2 separate regions of the Rattus norvegicus genome follow, and region 1 is linked to region 2. A link is a contact called in public Hi-C data. All regions are on one chromosome and are shown on one strand. Each heading gives the region's core, a stretch centred on a gene start, on an enhancer-like site or on the middle of the called end of the contact. The rest is flanking DNA. Distances are from core to core; before and after follow the strand shown. Region 1 holds the start of Acot11 (acyl-CoA thioesterase 11). Region 2 overlaps Acot11 (acyl-CoA thioesterase 11).

Evidence for each region. Hi-C and Micro-C count contacts between places; a contact is called where the count stands out from the background.
Region 1: a Hi-C map of kidney shows a contact between it and region 2, with 2.5 times the contacts expected there. The contact joins the promoter of Acot11 here to the enhancer-like site in region 2. A contact is called at or near these places in 6 of 12 Hi-C or Micro-C datasets (the A7r5 cell line, the Rat2 cell line, Schwann cells and 2 more).

What each region holds. Positions count from the first base shown.
Region 1 is chr5:126,802,859-126,807,327 of GRCr8, forward strand. It overlaps Acot11 (acyl-CoA thioesterase 11), which reads right to left and starts at 1,649. Exons shown (of 16, transcript NM_001271383.1): 1 at 1,506-1,649. The coding sequence starts at 1,538.
Region 2 is chr5:126,757,181-126,761,420 of GRCr8, forward strand. Acot11 (acyl-CoA thioesterase 11) reads right to left here. Exons shown (of 16, transcript NM_001271383.1): 11 at 4,079-4,145; 12 at 3,706-3,789; 13 at 2,866-2,996; 14 at 647-778; 15 at 99-225. Among named protein-coding and RNA genes, the nearest start is that of Fam151a, 16 kb to the left of the region's middle. Within about 2 kb of position 2,496, at least 1 of the 93 cell types and tissues checked has an H3K27ac peak or open chromatin away from gene starts, as enhancers often do. A contact at or near this core is called in kidney, where this site is marked.

The DNA of each region.
Region 1 (4,469 bases), core at 399-2,898, 45 kb after region 2:
AACTGAGCGCGTTAGCATGTGCACGCTCTGAGCATGCTGCCTGGCAAAGTCAGAGCATGGAGATACTCCACCCTGGGCTTAGGGGACAGAAGCAAGAGACCCAGTAGCTCAGATTCCATCCTGGGCATGGCAAAGAAACCTAGGTATCCCCTGGCCTCTGACAGGGCTGGGTACACCGAGGACAGCTCGTAAAGTTCCCCGGGGTAGGAGAGATAGAAATATAACCCAATCTTCCATCCCAGTGAGAGCAGGGTTCACAAAGATGCATGGTGCCACGAGAAACCTAGGAAGGCTTTCCAGAGGAGGCAGCATCCCAGCTGAATCTGAGGACTGAGGAAGAAACTGCCAAGAGAGACAGCAGGCTGACGGAGGTGCAGGGAGGCCGAGGTCACTGGCGGGAGGTACGGAATGCACAGCAGCTAGAGAAAGCCAAGGTGGCCCACAAGAACGGAAAAAGCCAGCCCCTGCAGTGCTGCTGCGAACACAGAGGGATGGATGGTGAGGCATGGAAAGAGAGCTAGGGTAAGCCTGCCTGGTAAGTCTGAGCGGATGGCACGTGCCACAGCTAACTTTTCAGAGGTAAGTAACCTCTAGTGGGAGAGCGGATGGAAGGAGCTGAGATCCTCAGAGTGCAAAGAGCCCAGGGCTGGGCAAGGGTGCTGCTGGGCTGAAAGGACAAGTGAGGTGTGTATTTGCCCCAGGGCCTCTTCTGCAACAACGACCTCGGTTGGCAGATACTCTTGCTCAGCACTGGCGGGACAGCCTGTCCTGAGCCCTTCTCCAGGCACCAGGCCAAAGGCCCCCAATGAGCCACTGTGTGCTTGGGTGTTCCTGGGACCTCAGCACCTATCTCAACTCCAAAGTCCCGGCTAGGAGGTTCCAGGAAAAAATACTTCCGAAGGTCATAGCATAGGACAATCTCCACATGGCCTTCTCTCTCACATGGCTGTGTGACTTACTCTCCTGTTCTCGCCTTGTGCACACACGCCCTCACGTCGTAAATTCTGTCAGGGCCATAGCCTCCAATCCTGAGCTGTGGAAGTAGGAGGCACAGAGCCCAGAGCACAGATGGCAGCAAGATTGTGCACAGGACACAGGGACACACACACACACACACACACACACACACACACACACACACACACACACAGCAGCGAGATTGTAACAAGGCACACACAGCAGCAGGACTGTGTACAGAACATACACATCTACACTCAACCAAACAGAATTGCAGAACTTGCTACAGAAGATTCCATTCTACCCAACCACAGACTGCCAGCCTGAGGGAGCCCTACTGTAGGTCCCTGGGGCTCTTTGGAGAGACTCTAGCTATAACTTAAGAAGTCCATGTTCTGCGATTTCTCCTTCTAAAGGAGACAACAATACAGACAGCAGACAGTGAGACTAAAGATGCAGATCCGACTTTAGAGGACAGCATCTACTTTCTGGGCCCCACACCAGGAGACCTGTTTGTCTCCCAGTCCACCCTAACCCACAGTTCATACCCTTCGTAAGTGGTTGCCCACATTCTGTATCATTTCTGCTCCGTTTGCTGGGTTGCCACGCTGTGGAGGGGGTCTGTAGGCTTCTAAAGGGCCGCTGGTCACCTGAGTCCCAAGCGTCCAGCAGCTCCAAAAGCAGCCGGCTTCTCCTGGCTCCTCCCCCAAGCTCCCCGCCCTCCGGAGCCAGCTGTAAATATCTCCGCCCCGTGTCCTGGCCTCTCCTCAATCCTCCCTCTGTGCCCCCCCTCCAACCCCAGCACAGAAGGCACCCTAGCACCTGCCAGCTGGGCCACAGCCACGTGGGGCCTGATACCCACCTACTGGCACCACCAGACTGTCTTTATGGCTCTGGACCCAGCCAAATTCCAGCCCCCATTCTAGCCCCCTACCCCCTGTCCTTGCCTAACAGAATGGAGATCCCAGATCTCTTGCCAGGGATTCCATCCATCCACAAGAGGGCAGGCTGGAGTGTAGCAGGATGCCAGGAAGCTGCCAAGGCCTCCTAGAGAGACACCAGACCCACCTGCCAGGATTTCACCTTCCGGAGTGCTGCCCACTAGCTTAACTCCTGGACCCAGGTTGTCCACATCCAGCAAATGCTAAACTGGATCTGTACACTAGGCTCTGGCAGTCACTTCCTTATAAGCAGGTAATTCTTTTAAATGAGGCACGTGCCAAAGTACACCCGGTATGCCACGTGGTATGCAGCACCCGTGGCCATCAAGGAGTGAAGTCCTCCAGGATTTTGCCTTTCCTCTGTCACTTCTGCAAGAGGTTTGAGGCAGAGGACTCGACACACACTGGGCAGGACTTAAAAGACCCAAGGGAACAGGTGACCAGATGGCTGAGGACAAGTCCTGGACCACCAAACCTCTGCTGTGATTCAGGCCTCCTGCTGATCCTCTCTGTGCTGCACAGGAAGGATCCTTGGGGCTGGGAAGGTGTGCATCTGAGGCACCACGGCCAGTATGGAGCAGATGGGAACAGATGAGCAGAAGTTTCCTCTGCCTCCTGCTTCTGCTTCATTCACCACACAGTTATTAACACATCCTCTTCCAAAGGCCCTGAGTTCGCTACCATGCCCAGGACTCTGGGCAAGTCCTCTCTCTCTCAAAGCCTTGGCTCTAGGAATCAAGGACTTGTGCGTCCTTCCTTGTGAGTTCTTGTTAACAATCTGCACACTTGTGTATCTGCAAATGAAAAACTGAAGTTAAACCTGAAAGACAGAAGGATGAGCACCAATTGTACTAACTACTGCCTGTAATCCCAACACTCAGGAACCTAAGGCAGGAGGATGGCCATGAATTCAAGGCCAGCCTAGGCTACATGTTGAGTTCCAGGCCAGCCTGATCTATAATATGATGATAGACACTGTCAATAAAAAAAAGAAAAAGAAAAAGAAAAAGAGAAAGAAAAAAAGAAGGATGGGGACTGGAGAAATGGCTCGGCGGTTAAGTGCACTTGCTACTCTTCTAGAAGAGCCCAGTTGGGTTCCTGTATCCATGTCAGATGGCTCAAAACCATCTGTAACTCCAGCTCTAGGAAATCCGATGTCTCTGAGCTCCACGGCATCTGCTTTCATGCACACATACATATCCAGATGCAGACACACATACCTACACCTAACTAAAAATAGTAAAAATAAATATTTTATGAATGGAGGTAGAGGCTGGGGAGATAGCCCAGTTAGTAAAGTGCTTATTGTCCCAAGCATGAAGACCTGAGTTTGGCTCTTAGCATCCATGTAAAAAAAGTTGGATGCACTGCTGGGCACCTGTAACCCCAGCACTAGGGAGACAGATATACAACGTCCCTTGGTGACCAGCCTATCTCACAGAACGGGTGAGCTCCAGGTTCACTGGGAGACCCTGTCTATGAAACAAAAAATGAAGCAAGGCATGAGATGGTTCAGCACAGAAAAGGGTGCTTGCTGACTGTGGTGGTTTGAATGAAAATGGCCCCCATAGGCTCATACATGTGAATGCTTGGACATCAAGGAGTGGCACTATTTGAGAAGGAATAGGAGGTGTGACTTTGTTGGAGGAAGTGTGTCACTAGGGGTAGATTTTAAGATTTCAAAAGCCCAAGCCAGGGCCAGAGGGTCGCTCTCTTCCTGTTGCCTTCAAATCTGGATGTAGAACTCTCAACTTCAGAACCTCCATGTCTGCCTGGGGCTGCCATGCTCCCCACCATGATGATGATGGACTGAATCTCTGAACTGTAAGCCAGCTCGCATTGAAACTGTTGCTTTTATAAGAGTTGCGTTGTCCGAGTTGTCTCTTCACAACAATAGAACAGCGACCAAGATCCTGCCCAACAGTACAAGCCTGAATTTGATTCCCAGAACCACATAAAGGTGGAAGGGGAGGACTGAAGGCACAAGGTTGTCCTCTGACCACCACAAGTGTGTGCACCTGTGTACACACATCGCAATTCCATGCAGTCGATAATAATAGCTGAAATAAATAACATTTTTTAAAGATCGTACTGGCTGGTTTTGTGTGTCAACTTGACACAAGCTGGAGTTATCACAGTCAGGAGCCTCCCTTGAGGAAATGCCTCCATGAGATCCAGCTATAAGGCATTTTCTCAACTAGTGATCAAGAGTGGGAGGGCCCATTGTGGGTGGTGCCATCCCTGGGCTGGTGGTCTTGGGTTCTATGAGAAAGCAAAGCAGGGGAAGCAAGCCAGTAAGTAACATCCCCCCATGGCCTCTGCATTAGCTCCTGCTTCCTGCCCTGTGTGAGTTCCTGTCCTGACCTCCTTTGGTGATGAACAGCAATGTGGAAGTGTAAGCTGAATAAACCCTTTCCTCCCCAAATTTGCTTCTTGGTCATGATGTTTGGGCAGGAATAGAAACCATAAGACAAAGACGACGGAGCAGTTGAGGAGAATATCTCTCTCTCTCTCTCTCTCTCTCTCTCTCTCTCTCTCTCTCTCTCACACACACACACACACACACACACA
Region 2 (4,240 bases), core at 1,246-3,745:
GGAGGTCATAGGGGGTTCGGGTCTGGAAGGATCCCAGCCCACAGTAAAGAGTTCAGTTCACCCATAGGTGGAAGGGTAGAGAGGACGTCAGGCCTTACCTTAGTCGACTGGTCCCCCTCACGCCACAAACAGAAGCCTGAACAGAGAGTCTCCCCACGTTGATATTCCGGTGTCTCACGGTGCGTGGGCAGTGTGACAGACCTCAGGGCAATGACGTAGGGGTCCCTGGAGGAGAATCAGGGTCAGAGTGAGTCAGAGATCACCCACAGGAGGATGCCTTGCTCAGGATCAGCTGTAGGAAGGGAACATCTGTGGTAGCAGCATCGGCTTCAGGCCCCTGGAGCCCCACAGACCTGTGTACCTTGGGGTTTTCGTTCTTCTGGTCCTTGTCTCCAGAAAAAGACATCCATGCCACATCCATGCCTCAGGAAACAGCCACAAGCTTCCAGAGAGCAAGGAAAGGTATCCCCATCTGTGGCCAAAGCCACAGACAGCCTTGCTTTCAATGTTTGCCCTTGCTGCCATGGGTTCTGAGTCCCACCACCAGTGGGCAGCAGAGCTCTGACTGCCATGTCGCTGCTTTTCCCAGGAGAGGGAGATGAGGCCTCCCCACCTCTACTGAACTCCTCAGAAAGCAGGCACTCACCCACTGTCACAAGGCTTCCTCCTAGAGGCCAGGATCACAAAGTCTTGGGGCTTGGTGTTACCACTCAGGGTAGGGCTGATGACATGGTAGATGGCGTCATCCTCATCCACTTGCTGCACTAGCTCCACACTCCTGTTGGGAGGCTGAAGTCAGGACTTGGGTCACAGCAGCTCTCTATGGGGACCAGCTCTGCCAGGCTCCTGCAGATTGAAGCCTCCTGAGCAGCCCTGGAATGGGTTCCTTACTTCTACACAGCACAGAAGGGCCAGAGGAAGGGTGGGGACCCTTCAGGATATGTGCATGCATGAGTGTGTACACATATGCTTGTCTATACACACAGCACCAGAGCAGATACACAGGCACATGCATTTACAGAAGCACTCATACATACACACAAACACACTGACTCAAGCAAATACAAGTCTGCAAGCTGACAGCATTGGCTGTCAACTTGACAGAGTCTAGAATCATCTGGGAAATGGGCCTCTGGGTATGCCTGTAGGGGATTGATTATTAATTGATGTAGAAAGACTCATCTCAACTGGGCAGGGGAAATGGAGACCATGAGCTGGGCACCAGCATGCATCTGACCGCCCTACACCCTCCTTGTCTTGCTATTGTGAATGCATTATGAACAAGTGCTTCGAGCTTCTGCTGCCTTGATTTCCCCACCACAGTGGACTGTACCTGGAACTGTGAGCCACAGTAAATCCATTCTCCCTTAAGTTGCCTCTGTCAGGGTGTTTTGTCAAAGCAATGTGAAAGGAAACAGTCACAGGAACACAAAAAGCTACATACAGGCATGGGCTCAAACATGAGCATGCATACATAGGCACCCAGACAGACACCACCAAACTCACAGATCTGTCTGCAGGGGCACACGCCCCCAAGCAGCTGTTCGAGGATTTGGTCTTTGTGCATACTGTCCAGTGAGTCTCCAGTGTGTAGGTATATCGCTATCGACTGATATTGGTACCCACAGACACATGAGGACACAGCCACACTTCCCCCAGCCCCCTGCTGCACAGAGGCTGGCTTGGGAGCAGGCTGGCTGTGCAGGCCTAGGGGAGTGTGCTGGTCACTCATTCTTAGTGAAGATTGATTTGGTTCACAATAGCCCACCTTTCCCGGATCCTCTGCCCAGATACCAACAGTCACCTCTCAGTTCCAGAATGCCCTGCTCGCAGGTCCTGGTTACTCATACACAGTATTTTAAAGCAACACAGTTCTTTCCCTTCTTGCCACTTGCTTGATCTCTTGTTCTATGCACGTGTGGTTGGTTGTGTGTACACGGGTGTGCGTGCACATGAACAAGTATGAGTGTTGGAGGGCAGGTAGTCACATAGTGTTGCGCTGCAGGTAACAACCTCAGGTGTGTCACTGCTGTCTGCCTGTGTGTGTGTCAGACTAATTTTGCCCTAGGGGTTCCAGGGAGTCTCCTGTCTCTCTCCCATCTCAGAAGGAGCACTGGGACTGCAGACAAGAGCTACATGTCCAGCTTTACATGGTTCCTGGGGGTTAAAATTCAAGTTCTCGAGTTTGTGTGCAAGTACGTTATCTACTAAGCCGTCTCCCAGGGAAGAAAGCTTAGGCAGGAAGCCGGGGCATGAATGGCTGTAATCACTCTGCTGAGGACAGACTCAGGAGGAGTGGGCTACTCGTGGGAAGTCAGCTGGTGATGTGCAGCTGAGTCCCCAAGTCTATCCAGCCTCCTAGGGAAGCACTTGTAACGCCAGCTCCGACTGAGCCACGGCTCCAGCAAAAAAGACGATGACCCTGAGGATGCTAAGCAGACCCGCTGTAAACATTAACTTTCCCAACCCCATGAGTTGGCTCAATGGGTAGGGCACTTTGCCACCGTGTCTGCTGAGTTCAGTCCCTGCGTCCTCAAGTCAGAAACGTCCTAACCAATGTCAAGCTATTCAAAACAGATGCGGGACTCAAACTCCAGCCTCCGGGTCGAATTCCAGGCTCAGTCCCTTCCCTAGGGCTTCCACATACCCATGACTTTGCCACCTAACACAGAACTGTATAGCCAGACCCACCACAGCTGAAGGCCAGTGGGAGCAAAGCATTGTGGGGATCAGCAGGCAATCCCCACCACCACCACAACCACCACCACTACCACCACGACCACTACCACCACCGCCACAACTACCACCATCATCACCACCACCACTACCACCACCACCACCTTTCTCTTAGCACTGGCCCCTCACCGGCAATGCTTGTCCCACTCTGGTCTTCTGCTCAGGTCTGAGAGCAGCTGAAAGACCTGGGCGGCATCCACATTTACCACCATCTCCAAGTGAAAGGACAGGAACTCCTCTTCCAGGATGTACAGGCGAACCTGCGGAGCACAGAGGGCAGCCTCACCACAGCCCCAAACCACGCTGCTGGTGGCATCTGTCCGCTGGAAGTCAGGGCTGCCGCTGACTTGCTGTCTGACTGAAGAAGTGAGTGAATGGCCCTGAGACTTAGTCACAGCCCTGTGAAAATGGACCTCTCACAGAGCTCAGTGTGAACAGACAGAAGGCACTGCTTTAAGAAGCAGTGGTCAGAGCTGGAGAGATGGCTCAGAGGACCGGGATTCAATACCTAGCACCCACATGGCAGGTAACTCCAATCTAGGGCACCTGATACCCTCTTCCAGCTTCCCTAGGTACTAGACATACCTGTGGCACGCAGACATGCCCAGGTAAAACACTATACACATAAAAATAAATAATTATTTAAGAAAAGAAGAAGCAGTAACTGAGGCAGCAGAACTCCAGAGTCTGGCTTCATCCCTAATGTGACAAGTGGGGAGGTGACAAGCACAAGAAAGGCACAATGCTCCCTGTCCCACTTCTGCAGTGATCTGCTGTGCTTGGACCCAAAGGAGTAAGTGGGAAGGAAGGGGGCCATGCAAAGTGGTGGGGGGCTCAAGGGTGGGTAAAAGGTGGCAGGCAGGAAGAATTAGGGGCTTCACTCAGAACCCTTGGAGACAGTTGGGTGGCGTCACGACCTCGCTGAAATGCTTTTGATGCTTGCAAGGAAAAGAAAGGTGGGTCGGTTACCTCACTGATCTCCACAGACAGCACCCAGTTATCCTTGGCCATAAGCGTCTTCAGAGAGGACACGTTGTAATAGCTCAGGTATACCTGAGAAGAGGACACAGATGCTACTTTCTCCTGCCCCAGGGGTCCCTGTGGGGCTATGCAGATATGGTATAGAGCTGGGTTTTGGCAAAGGGGATCCAGGGCCCTCACATAGAGCCCTAAGCAGCCACGCCCTCTTACAAAAGAGGGAGCACACACGAGTGTGTGAACAGCAATCATGGAGAAGGGCAGAGGGCAGTCCACCACCCTGGACTGGCGAATTTTTTTCCAAAACTCTTCTGGCCGAAGGAAAGAAAAAGGACCCAGTGGGCTTTCAAACAAAGAGATATACCTGGTTGCTAGGATCCCAGGGAACAGACAGGGCCATTTCCGCCTGCTTACAGGACACAAGGTACTTCCTAAGAGGGAAAAGGGCAATCTGGGTCTCTCAGAGTCCACTGTGTTTGGCAGACATCAGTGCCAGCTCAGGGCGAGCTCAGTGGGGTTGCAGACT